Linked DNA regions of Rattus norvegicus: regions 1 and 3 are each linked to region 2. The links are chromatin contacts, called in public Hi-C maps. All regions are on one chromosome and are shown on one strand. The core of a region is the stretch at or near the end of the contact, and the rest is flanking DNA. Distances in the headings are between cores, read along the strand shown. Region 1 has its middle 71 kb from the start of Mb21d2. Region 2 overlaps Atp13a5 (ATPase 13A5). Region 3 overlaps Mb21d2 (Mab-21 domain containing 2).

The links. A called contact is a pair of places that touch in the nucleus more often than the background predicts.
Region 1: a Hi-C map of liver shows a contact between it and region 2, with 6 times the contacts expected there. The contact joins two enhancer-like sites. A contact is called at or near these places in 2 of 12 Hi-C or Micro-C datasets (kidney and liver).
Region 3: a contact with region 2 is called in a Hi-C map of liver, with 4 times the contacts expected there. The contact joins two enhancer-like sites. A contact is called at or near these places in 9 of 12 Hi-C or Micro-C datasets (the A7r5 cell line, the Rat2 cell line, Schwann cells and 5 more) and 1 of 1 datasets of contacts at active chromatin or transcription factors (oligodendrocytes).

The regions. Positions count from the first base shown.
Region 1 is chr11:85,257,129-85,261,546 of GRCr8, reverse strand. No RefSeq gene overlaps it. Among named protein-coding and RNA genes, the nearest start is that of Mb21d2, 71 kb to the left of the region's middle. Within about 2 kb of position 1,391, at least 8 of the 93 cell types and tissues checked have an H3K27ac peak or open chromatin away from gene starts, as enhancers often do. A contact at or near this core is called in liver, where this site is marked.
Region 2 is chr11:84,931,455-84,935,624 of GRCr8, reverse strand. It overlaps Atp13a5 (ATPase 13A5), which reads right to left. Exons shown (of 30, transcript NM_001191657.1): 10 at 1,222-1,392. Among named protein-coding and RNA genes, the nearest start is that of Atp13a5, 52 kb to the right of the region's middle. Within about 2 kb of position 1,939, at least 3 of the 93 cell types and tissues checked have an H3K27ac peak or open chromatin away from gene starts, as enhancers often do. A contact at or near this core is called in liver, where this site is marked.
Region 3 is chr11:85,408,430-85,412,938 of GRCr8, reverse strand. All of the region lies in intron 1 of Mb21d2 (Mab-21 domain containing 2), which reads right to left. Among named protein-coding and RNA genes, the nearest start is that of Mb21d2, 80 kb to the right of the region's middle. Within about 2 kb of position 1,673, at least 1 of the 93 cell types and tissues checked has an H3K27ac peak or open chromatin away from gene starts, as enhancers often do. A contact at or near this core is called in liver, where this site is marked.

The DNA.
Region 1 (4,418 bases), core at 142-2,641, 330 kb before region 2:
AGAGAGATAGAAGTGCGTCCAGGCGGGAGGCTTGGCGGTAAGCAGCAGGCAAGAGGAAGACACTGAGCGTTCATGGCCTTTACCATGAGCATGGGGCAGAAAGAGCAGACTTCACTGACAGAGGGTTTTTTACTTTTTTTTAAAAAGATTTATTTATATATAAGTACTCTGTAGCTATCTTCAGACACACCGGAAGAGGACATCAGATCCCACTACAGATGGTTGTGAGCCACCATGTGGATGCTGGGAATTGAACTCAGGACCTCTGGAAGAGCAGTCAGTGCTCTGAGCTGCTGAGCCATCTCTCCAGCCTGGCTTCTTGCTCTTAAAGCTCATCTGTAGTTCCACCCTTCTTCCCACAAGGTCACACCCCCAAAACCTCCCCACACAGTACCACCCACCAATTGGCTACCAAGTGTTTGAAATATGTGAGCCTACAGAGGCCTTTTCATCCAAAGCACCACCATGTTATAACAATTAACATCACGTTATTTGAACAATGGTATTCTCCTGTTTCTTCTCTTGACCTTTGGAATCTCTTGGTAGATTTAACTGTTAATGTATTTTAAACCCCGCATACATTGAAAACTATTTTTTGGTTAAAATCTAATAGCCTTTAATGAGGCTTGAAAAAAATGAAAGCCTTCCTGTGTTTACCCACGCTGTTCCTAGTTCTCCAGTTTGTCGTCTCTTTTGATGCTGTTTTTAGTGGGGATACAGTTTCAAACCTCGGCGACAATGTTTCTTTCTGTTGCTAAGGCTGCTTTATCTTGTCTTCTTGTCAACAAAACTGAGACTCCCTGGCTATAATGAAATATAGTGAAAGTTGTTAGTCATCTGCAATTCAGCAACACGGAAGCAGTAAAGGGCTCTCAGCCCTCGTCCCCTGAGACATCAGCGAGCTCTTCAGTTTGCTCCATTTTCCCTCCACTGGCACCTGTGCCATGCAGTATACCTGGAATATCTGTGGTCTGTCCTCCCAGCATTTGAATATTGAAACCTGCGAGTGATGTTGACAAGACAATTTAGACAACTCGCCACCGTCTTAACCCTTGGCGTTACTATGGTGTGCTAGGATTGCCAAGGCCTCAGCAAACAACTTCTGGCTTTGGCTGTTTGAGTTGCAGGTGCCACGGACAGATAGTGCAACAGATGACCATCATGAGCCTGGCTCGCACAGCCCAGATTTTGGAGAGGGGACACAGTCATTCCCTACCCTCAGCATTGGCCTGGATACAGAATGGGACGCTCCTAACTAAAGCTGGCTTAAGTGGGCCAGGTGCCTGGTTGCCAGCATGTTCACGTTTGCCAGATGTCTTTTCTCTGCCAGCAGTGCCAGGAAAGCCTGTTCTGACCTTGCGAAATACATGGAGGTGTGTGGACATGGTGAGGGACTGGCGGGTGACTCACCCAGGCTGGCACAGAGGAACATGGGTGTAGGTCAGGGAGTCTTCTGCCCATTCTTTGAGTCCTATGAAAGTCACATGTTTTTCAGACTCTCTGGCTGATGGCTGTATTCCTACAGTTTCCTCAGGAGCTCATAAGGCCAGTTAAATACCGACTAATGGGGAGTTTTGCTGAAGCTGAGGAAGGGGCTGCATCAAGTTTAATTAACACTTATCAACTGGCATGGGCATGGGGCCGGGGCTGAGAATGATTCTAAGCATGGTCCATGTCCTGGTATTCTTCAAATCTGATGGAGACACGGGTCATAATAACAAAAGATGATCAAGCAATGAAAGGCAGTGATTTAAAGTGACTTAATAAAGCAGCACGCTCATTCCAAATGAAGATGCGTGTAAAGATTTCATGGAGATCAGTGCAAATAAAGACTGGTGAGCCGCAGAAAACATATATTCTGATTTTTAAATGGGTTAAGATCTCAGTCATATCAGTTTGTACAGAAACAGTGAGGCAGTTTGAAGGAGGCGACATGATGTGCTTAGGACCAGAAGTCAAGCTCCTGGGGCAGAAGGAGGCCGAAGAGGAGGATGAGTATCACTGAAACGGTTTCGATAACAGAGGGTTTGTTGTGGAACCAGAGTAGTAGACAACGCAGGGGTCTTTAATCTGTCATTTCTGGCCTCGTCTTACCTTCATCAACAGGTTATTTTATTCTCTCTAAATCTCACTTTTGTTTTCTGCAAATAGGAAGAATGATGTGATTAGATCTCATCAAAGGGCTTTTACAGGAGTAAATGATTTAACACACAGTAATGAGCCATGAATTAACGCACAGCACTCAACCACACAGCACCACCTATTAGACAGTAAGTATGTTGTAAACATTACCGCATTTTCATGGTGGTATCAGTGGGAGCAGGCCTGGGAGGGACTGTATTCTTCAGACCCATAGTCTTCCAGGCTTTGTCAGTATCCTCTATTCACACACTGTATCTGATGCCGAAAATTTTATCCAATTAGCTCACACGATTGCTTTCCGTTTCATGCTCCCTTTACGGTCTTGATTTGTATCATATACACAGAAAGCCAGGACCAGTGGATGAGACCAATTAGGGCCTGACTGGACAGATTTGAACTCACTTTACTGTAATTTGCTCTCTTCCATTTGATCGTGAGTAAACTGAGCTATTCTGTTCAGGGTTCCTTATGCAGGCACCCACCAGTGTCTGACCACCAGCTGGAGGGGCAGCAGGGAGAGCCTGGCATTTGCCGGTGAAACTGCTGTGTACAGCCCACATGGTTCTGGAAGCTGGCCCACATCTCGCCTGGGCCAAGCACTCTTTGGCCAGGTTTCAGGTCAGCAGAAAGAGATTCATTTTTTGCTGTGCATTTGAAGAAAGCAGAAGAATCACAGAGCTTTAATGAGCGTATTTAATTGGGGCTTTTTCTCAAGAGAGAATTCGTCCTCTTGACATCTGTCATAGATGAAGGGAGATGAGAATCATAATGGCCCACGCACAGCAGGGCCCCATTTCAGCCACATCAGACTTAGCTGTGGGGAAGCAGTAGGATGTCAGGAAGAGATCCTTCCAGGAGAGTGGTTGCTTGAGAAAGAGAGAAACCTTCTGTCTCTATGTGAAGCCTGTTACTAGGAGCCTTTATCCTTGGAGCAAAAGTGTGTTAGTTGTGTTTGAAGTTTTCCAAGTGACCATGCCTTTGCTGCGAATTGCACATCACTACTTTGCGTACCTGGCTGGCATGGTCTCTCTCACTGAGTTCCCTCAAGACTAGCTGAAAATTTTGCCTTTAATACCCACAGACTTAATGGACCTCAGTGAACTATCCAATCTCAGTATCTGCGCTATCCTTAAGATTCATCAAATGCTCACTGCGGGTAAGGAGTGGGTTGAGAATATACTAACTAACGTTTTGAAACGTGGGAAGGAGGGCAGGTTTTGGACACGTGTGTTTCTCAAACGTTCTAGACCTTTAAGCTATCCCCCAAATCAAGAGGCTTAATGCAGAGGTCATGGGCTCCTTGTGTCTTGGAGGCGTTCATCCATGCTGGATGATCCCTAACGCTTATTGAGGTTGTAAGAGAGTGTGAATCGGTATGCTGGGGAAAAACGAGTACAAGAGATCCGTCTTGCATTTTTTTTTTTCACTCACTCAAAACTGCTGAGGTCGACTATTTAAGACGTGGCCTAGGAGGGAAAAATAACTCAAGCCTATCAGAAAACCTGTCAAGGAACATGGGCCATTACGAGGGTTAGCCATGCAGTCACATGACTGTTACCTTCTAATGACTGTAAATCAATAAAATTAATGCAGTGAGTTCAAGCCCAGTTTCTTTCCAACACAGGAAGGGTGCAATTTATCATACACGTGGCCTGTTCGATGGCTGGGTCTCCCGCAGCTCCAGTCAACCATTGATTTTTGCTACTTTGCAATGCAAACCTTTGCTCCCTCATTCCTTTTGCAACACATTCCCCCCAACCCCCCAAGTGCTGCAGCTAAAGGAAAGACCATGGCTACTGATTCCCAGCACAGGTTGTGATGCTGCACCAGGAACCATAGATGCTGCTCCGTCGTTCGCTGTCAGCCTGTTGAGTGGACGTGCAGCAAGCCATTTTCTCACCTTCAGATGTTACAGATAAAGCTTTTAACGTTAGTATTCCTTGGGTTTTGTGATTTCAAGCGGGCTCAGGGTTTGAATGCATAAGTGTGTGTGTGTGTGGGATTATTCAGGCCTTGCCTGGATGATGATGATGGGATATCACATAGTCCCAACATGAACATTTGGTATTTTATTATGGCGGCTCCATTCTCAGCATCCTAGGTCCTATTGCCTGGGGGAACAGATGGGAAAATTGCTCACCCTTCCAAGGTCACTGGGAGACTGCAGCAGAGGTCCGTTGGCAAGGGATGTAGAGCACACCCACCCCACAGTGTCCTTTTCTGTCCCCTTGGGCTCCTTCTCTGAGCTCCACACCACAGAGGCTGGGCTTTGAAGC
Region 2 (4,170 bases), core at 690-3,189:
TTGATATGAAGGCAGCCAGGAGGAGAATGTTCCATGCTGGGCGAAACTTAAGCACTAGGAGACCTCAAAGCCCACCCACAAAGTGATAAACTTCCTGCAGTCACACCTGAATCGCATCTGAATCACACCCCCTAATACTGCCACTTCCCATGGGCAAAGCACTCAAACACATGAGTATATGGAGGCCAAACCTATTCTAACCACCACGATTGCTTTATAGGACTTTAAAACTTGGCTTATGTTTGGACACCTGGCTGAGGGATGCTCTAAAGTCTATTAACTTGTTTTAACATAGAAGTCATCTTTTTAAAAAAAAAATGAAAACAGTTTTCAGCTAGCATAACTTGAATTCACTAAATTAAACTAAACTAAAGCATATTATTAAAAAGCAATGTTTGGTTTTGCCTATGGATTTGTGCAGCAGCACAAACACAAACAGCCTGGACTGGGTCATGGGAAGCCTTGGTCATGTGAGGTCATATTGAAAATGAAAATGAATGTGGTTATGAAAAAACATTCTGAGCATGGTATGAATGTACTACTGCAAACTGGGCTAAGAAAATGTGTCTGTGGTGACAGACTGAGTAACAGTTTAGAGAGAGATTAAGCAAAAACTGAAAGGAAACAGTCAGAAGAATGTTTCTGGTATGATAGTGTAGATGGGAAATGAGGAGGCTTGCATAAATGACAGCCATGACAGTGAAGGCAAACGGCCTTGACTCAGCAGATGATAACAGAGTCCTCACATTCAATGTCTATTTGTTCCGAGAGAAAGGGAAGTATCAAAGATTACACTAACAGCTGGGCTGGATGGTGGTGCTGTTCACAGAGAGGCAGTGCAACACAGTGAGTTCATGTCTAGACCTTTGACCCTGAAGTGTGTGCAGAGCAGCCTGGTGGTGGTATCCAGCAAGCAACCTTTGGAAATGAAAAGAGATCTTTCCTGATTGTTGTGGCTGACATTGCTTTGTGAGGAAACATTGAGGGGGAAAAAAAGACGCCTACAGCCACTACCCTTTAGGGAAGTCCCCAACATTTCTTCATGTATTTCATCACGTATAAGGGTTTAACAGTGAAATGTTCAATTTTAAGTGATGGCGACTTAGAATCACTTGCTATTCCCAGAATAAGAAAAACTCCAAAATTCTAAACAAAGTTGCCCGCCTCCAATTCTCCCCACCTCCAGCATAGCTTATGTTTACAAAAGTTGGATCAACTCACCTGTCTGCAGAACCACGGCTCTAACAGGTCCCTGGCCAGATGGCTTGACCTGAATCACTTCTGTTCCGCAGAAGAGCACATGTTTCCGGTAGTCCTCCAAACTGTGTGATTTCCAGGGCATGGTGTTCTCCGTTTGGGGCAATGGTGTCTTTGTAACAGGTATACTTTCTCCTAAAGAAAGTTGCATGTTATTGAATCTGTGTAAACCCAGTTATTCAGAATGGATGAGAGCCAGTTTCAAGAAACTACACAGCCGTGAGCAAACCCGTTTTAGCACCCATCCCATGAGTCAACTGACTGGACAGGAATACCTGTAGCTCATACAACTATTCTAGTTTAAATATTTGCTTAAACATTGCTTATCACTCCTATGTGCACAATGTGTGCTGTAATGTCATGACTTACTGTGCAGTTTAATTCTCACCTAACCATGTTCTAACTATCGATCACCTAGCACTTTCCAAAAGCTGTAAACATGTGCTTGCTTATTTCGATTTGCCTTTCATTTGATCCTTTATCCATACATCCACACATGTTCCTGTTTGTTCCACAAATACCTTAAAGTGCTAATTCTGTGCCATAAAGTGCTAGGTGCCAGGAATATAATGATAAATAGGAGACAAAGCTCTGTCCCCAATCATAGTCCTCGTACACATTTTCCAGGTGACTCCTAACAAAGCCACCATTCCGTGTGTGTCCTAGTTAGTGTTTAAACTGCTATGACAAAATACCAACCAAAGTGCAAGTTGGGAAGGAAAGTGTTTATTTGGCTTGTACTTTGCTACTGTAGCTCATCGATGAAGGAAGTCAGGACAGGAATTCAAACAGATCAGGAAACTGGAGGCAGGAGCTGATGTAGAGACTGTGGAAGGAGTGTGGCTTACTGGTTTGATCTTCATGGCTTGCTCAACCTGCTTTCTTAAAAATGTATTTATTTATTTTATGTATACAAGTACACGGTAGCTGTCTTCGGACACACAAGAAGAGGGCGTCTGATCCCATTACAGATGGTTGTGAGACCTATAGAAGGGCAGTCAGTGCTCTTAACCACTGAGTCATCTCTCCAGCCCTCAACCTGCTCTCTTATAGAACTCAGGACCACCAGTCCAGGGATGGCCCCACCCACAACGAGCTGCGCCTTCTGACATCAATCACAAATTAAGAAAATGACCTACAGGCTTGCCTTTAACCCAAAATTTTGGAAACATTTTCTTAACAAATTGTCCCTCCGCTCTGTTGACTTTAGCATGTGTCAAGTTGATGTAAAACTATAGAGCATACCATTTATTCCATGTTCTGTGAAAAATATTTCTTTCCCCTTGCCGTTACAAAACAAAGCCCAGACTCTGTTGCTAGATTCCCAAAGCACAGCAGAGCTCCAGTGGCCTCCCAAGCTAATCCCTGTATAAGCTTCAGCTGAGCAAAACCCTTACCAATCCTTCAGTCAACACCTTAATGCTTCCTGGTCTAGGCTACTACAGTCTTTGTCCCCTTCTCAAGGAAGGTGACATTCTGCAAGACAGAATATTGAAGGTGCAAAGAAAACAAGATAGAAGTTCAAAAGGAAATATTTCACAGACCTAAATTAATTAATTAATTAATATCATCCAGAACGCTTACTAGTTTCCATAGGTAAAACATCCTAGGACTAGTGTAAAATTCCATCAGTCTTTTGTTGTGTCCAATTAGCAAAATAATATACTATCTTTCTAATTTAGAAATGGCATTATATTGATTACAGTTACATTTCTTTATTATGTCTCTAGGTAATAATGGAGGGCAAGAACGTTGCAATATAGAAATTTTTATACTCCTCACTTCATTCTAAGACACATAATCGGTCCAAATATGTGTTCTCTGCTAAACATGTGTCTGAGTTAAATAAAAGGAAATACTTAGTTTATTTTATTACTGTTCTTTCAAAGCCAGTTTTCTAGCATGGAGTATGTTTACAAAGTGAGGTTTAAGAAGCTATGACATTGTTTATTGCAACCCTAAATATTCTTTAGTAAATTCCTTAAGCTGAGAACTGTCCCCACTCCATTTTCTTTAAAATAGTTATGATGTCCCTCCACTGTGTTGATTTACCAATTGCATTCTGAATGAGTCTATAGAAGAGACAGAACCCTTTGGCAAGCCTCCAAATAATTCTGCCATGCTGTCTTTGAAGCCAGACCCTCTAATAGGTAGATACTTACGGATTATTTCATGACAAAACAAATTAATCCAGAGTATGGCTTTGGTTGATATGATAATAGCAACTAGTTTCCTTTTATATCCCCAGTGACACTGGAGTCAGAGAGGAGGTGACCAGATAAAGTCACGTCCAGATATGCTCAGGTAGATAAATTTACACAGAACTAACACTATTCATATATTCTTAAGAATCACAGTGTGGGCCTTTCTGGAGAGTCCAAAAGGAGATGGATTCACCTGAAACGAATTAGTGTGGGAGGAGGTAGGAGTACATGTCAGAAGGAAGTAGTTTGGTTGTGCACTCTCTATTACAGAGTGGGTGACAGGGACCTTGAGACCTCTGCGTCTATCAAATAGAAATTCTCCCGTGTCCCCACGGAGCTGGATGCCACTTCAGGCTGACAGCGTTTGAAATGCCATGTTCTTGTTTATTGCATCGCTGGGACCATTTGACAGAAGATGATCTGCCAGAGGAGCACTGTTTTCCTGTGTCGGGCTGATCCCAGTACAGTGCCTGGCACACAACAGGCATTTCAGAACGTGCATCAAGTAAACAGCTAAACAAGCAAGAGAAAGGAGGAACGAGAAGAAGGGAGGGAAAACGAAAGAAAGAGGAGAGAAATAGTTCTGATCTACCCGTTGCTTGCAAGGTTGTATGGCAGATATCATGAGATACTCATGAGTTCATGAGTAGAGGGGGCAGGAAGAACGCCATCATCTCTCCCATGAGCATCCCTAAGAGAAGGAAAAGGC
Region 3 (4,509 bases), core at 424-2,923, 480 kb before region 2:
AGGATCTGGAGTTGGACAGACTAACCTAAGCTGAAGGGCCACAGAGTGGCTGGGGAGCTCAGTGTTTGAAGAGTGCCTGAGCCTCCCTCCCACCGCCAGCCCCACCCCAGGCTCCTAAAGAAGGCATGGGAGAAGAGACAAAGGGAGAAAGGGGGGAAATGGGGTGTGGAGGAGCTCCTGTGTATTTCCTATGGCTCAGGCAGATTATAGGCCACCTGACATAGTGGATACCAAAGTCTCACATTTGACTCTGGCTTTAAGAAACTCAGGCTTGGGGCTAGGGAGAGAGCAGTGGTTAGAGCAATGATTGCTCTTCCAGAGGTCCTGAGTTCAATTCCCAGCAACCACATGGTGGCTCACAACCATCTGTAATGGGATCTGATGCCCTCTTCTGGTGTGTCTGAAGACAGCCATACTGTACTCACATATATAAAATAAGTAAATCTTTAAATACATTGGCAGAAAGGATTTAAAAAAAAAAAAAACAGGAAAAGGCTTAGCAGTTATGGAGTTCACCTACAGAGCTCTGAATCCATGGCAGTATGATTTCCAAACAGCGCCCAGAAATGCGGTCTCTGGAGCCCCATGAGTGGGGGTGGATGCTGAAGGAAGTGAAGGAGAGATTCGGAGCGTCTTACCCACACCTGACCACTTTCTATCAGAGGTGTCCTCCGAGGTTTGCATTTGAAGTCAGCCGGGTTTTTCTTTCTTTCTTTCTTTTCTTAGAGGGTGGGGATAGAAGGGAGGGTGTTTTGTTTTCAGAGAAATCAAGTTTGCAAATCACTGCACCATACCAAGCTGTCTATTTCCCAATTCTGCCCGGGGCTGGCCTTCAGCAGAAAACTAAATCAGTGCTTACAAGAAGATCTACCCTACCGTATGCAGAACTCCAGAGGGGCCTCAACTCCCTACCCCCCTGTAATCATTTGCAAGCTTTCTAAAAGGGCTTTCTTTTGGCCAGCTTCCCCCTTCGCTAAACTACTCCTGCCCTCACCCAACATTCCAAGGCAGGTAAGGAGTTTGGGCAGGGTCTGACATCCACCCCTGGGAGCACAGCAGTGGGAATGCAGGCCCTTTTCAGCCAGTGATCTACAGACAAGTCCTGGGTCCAAGGCAGGGCACCTGGGGAGTGTCCCTCACCTGCAGGACTGCTGTCACCTCCCCTACACCGGCCTCTGCTTCTTTAATTGCAAAGTTACTGATTGCTAAATGGTCTGTCATGTTCTCTGACTTTCAACAGTCTACAAATAAAAATATGTGCTGTGTTAAGAGAAATGGGGGGGAGATGCTGTGGGAAAAAAAAAATAACCCCGGGTGGGGGTGGGGTGGGGTGGAGAGATGGTCTAGTGAATACTGCTCTCCCAAAGGGAGCCAAGTTCAGTTCCCAGCATCCACACCGGCAGTTCACAGCCACCTATAAGCTCAACCCCAGAGGATCCGAGCCTCACAGACCTCCGCGCACAGGTGCGCGTATCTACACAGAGACATATAAACTCACTGGAAACCAAATCTTAAAAAAATAATACTTCGGCAGGCTGGTTGGCACAGGTCAGGAGGCTGGGCAAAGAGGATTGCTAGTTCAAGGCTTGCCTGGGTATTTTAGCAGGAGTCTGTCTCAAAGCAAAAGTGAAAGAAAGTAAGGGACAAGGCTCACTTCTAGAGCACTTGCACGCTCCGTGCAAAGTCCACACCTCCACGCCTAGGGCCAAAACACGAAACACGGAGCAGGGATAGTGTGTGTAAAGGAGGCCAGCAGGTTGCTGTTGAAGGTAGAGGTCCAAATGCCAAGTGTTGCCGGCTCTCTGTATGTGTCGTAGAGAAGGACTGTGGCCGAGAAGCCATGGAAAAGGTCGGAAAATGAGTGAGGAAAGACATGAGCAAGGAGAAAGTGTGGGCAGCACAGATGAGGCTGGAGCTCCCAAGAAGCCATTCCAGGTATTCAGGCCTGAGCCACAGAGACCATTCAGAAAGACATCGGCTAATGACCAGATAGATGACATTAAAAAGCTGGCTCTTTGTGTCTGGGATAGAGCAGGTGACGCTGAGTAGTTATGATTTAACTAACAGAGTCTCAATGGCTTAAAAAGCCACGCCCCCATGATAAATACGCACGACAGCTTTGCGTATGTGAGAGAATGTTACAACCTATCGAGAGTGCCAGTGTATTAAAATAAATACATCCATTAATCGTTGTTATGGTGGTGGGGCTTGAACCTCGTGTTCCACACATGCTGGGCATGCTCCCAGCTCTAAGTGGACAATGACCTTTCGGTAATTTAAAAGTCCATTACACAGGAACAATGGTTACAAAAGCAAACAAACAAACAAAACAAACATAAGACTCCTGACAAAGTTCAAGTGGGAGCCACGTTCAGGTCCCAGCCACACACTGATTTCTTTCCTAAGACCAAGCTCTGTTGAATTCTCAATTAAACAATAACACAACTGTCAACAAGGTGTTTGTAGAAATCAAGGCCACAGACTCGGACGCAGACTCTTCAGACAGGTTGTTTCTCTAAAACTCACAAGTGCCCATGAACACATTGTAAGACAGAAAGCAAAGCCATCTGAGTGCCGCTGCATAACCTACGTCGAAGGAACAGAGCTGGCCCGACGGCCTCATGACTCCTGACAACGTGAACGGTGAGTTCAGCCCTCTCTGTAAGACGTTCAAAATCCAGAGACGATGCTGTGTGCTGCAGGGAGAGGATACACTGAAAGTTACTTTAAAGTGGTTAGAAAGAAGATGGTGGGCACTGGATTTATCGCCATCTCAGGGCAGTGAAGGTTATGTTAACTTCCCCTTCTGGTATTGACTGTCGCCTCAGCTAGACGATGCATGGTTGTTGATAAAAGTTTCCCAAGAGCATCCCTCCAGCATCCGGCCCCAGGCTGCCCCTGCAAAGCAGACCCTTCTCTAAGCAGCTCCCTTGGCTTTATCTGTACATACGAAGAGGAGGGGCTCATGTCCCAACCCCACCGCCTGCTGTCCACCCCATAATCCACTTGACAACGAATAAATCTCAAGCAGGCACCCCCCAAAGAACAACACACACATATATATCTCTGGCTGCTGCTGCTCCAGAGGTTACCCTCACTGTCCATCCATCCCTGAACTCTTGCTGACCGCATACTGCCACCGTCTTCTCGGTATCCCAGCCAATGTGAAGAAATGGGGCACAGAAGGCTAAATGATCACCCATGCTACATACTCTGGGGATTTTCTGTTAGAACGCAAATGTCCAACTCCAAAGCATACACTGGCTCACAAGCACCTCACACGGGCCCGGCGGTGTGAACCTCCTTCCCTGCCTCCCCATTCCTCGCTGCCACTTATAACTCCATGGATGCCCTAGGAGACGAGAGAGCTGCCCAAGCCAGGGGTCCCAAAATGAAAGAAGCAGGAACCGGCTGGTAAGCAAGGAGAGGTAAGCCTACAGAAAGAAATTATTTCAAGCTTAATTTCCTGGTTTTGTCCCCCTTTGCCTTAAATTCTACCAAGTTCACAATTAAGAAAGTGGAAATCATCTCTTGGAATTGAAAAACACCGATCAGCATTTAATCCCCAAATTCTGTCAACTGGAGTGTCACTCGCTCGCTCGCAGCAGAGAGCACCTGTCCTTGTGTGGAATGAGAACTGAGTGCCTAGAGAGTAACTGGTATCCAGGTGGGACATCAGCTAAGAGTCCAGAGGCTCGGAGAGGCGGACAGGAAGTGCTGAGCACCACGGAGATGCCTGGGTGGTTTGTTTCTCTCCCCTTCCTCTCCCTCCCGCACATGTAGCTTCTAATCCCCCATACCAGGGTAATATGGTATTAGTAGTCGCTTGCTGAGCAGTGGCAGCTGTGAGGCTAGGCACTGTAGGCAATGATTTTCCGTGGGAAGATGATCTCCTTGTAAATTTACATCCACCGCGCTTCTAAATGTGAAGCTAGCACGAAACAAATTACATGTCCTGAAACAGAACTGGCCCAGGGGACGGCTGGAGGCAACTATGTCCAAACTGCCTGCTCCTAATGGACGCAGGTTCCAAATGTAGTTGAAGAGGAGCGTTCAGGACATCTAGAGTCATTTACTTTTTGTTTCAAAAGCTATTTGGGGGATCGGGAGGGGAATGGGGCATTCAGAATCAGGTATGGGGAGGTGCAGAAGCAATGGCTAGAAGGCCATGAAAATTAATGGAAATCTGCAACTGACAGAAGTGGGGGTCAACTCCACGGTGAGACAGAGACCTGGGATAAGAAAGGTACCCATGAATGGGGGTGTCCTTAGCTGTGACTCATTACACTGGGGAACCTGAAGAGGCCACCTCCTATATTCAGACAGTAAACCTGGTAGAGGGATAGAGACACCAATCCACCCACAACTTTCAAGCCAAAATTAACCCTGTCTGTAAGAAATGCAGGCACAGGGTAGAGAACAGAGACTAAGGGAATGGCCAACCAGTAACGACCCATCCCATGGGCAAGCACCAATCTCTAACACTATTAATGATAATATGTTATGCTT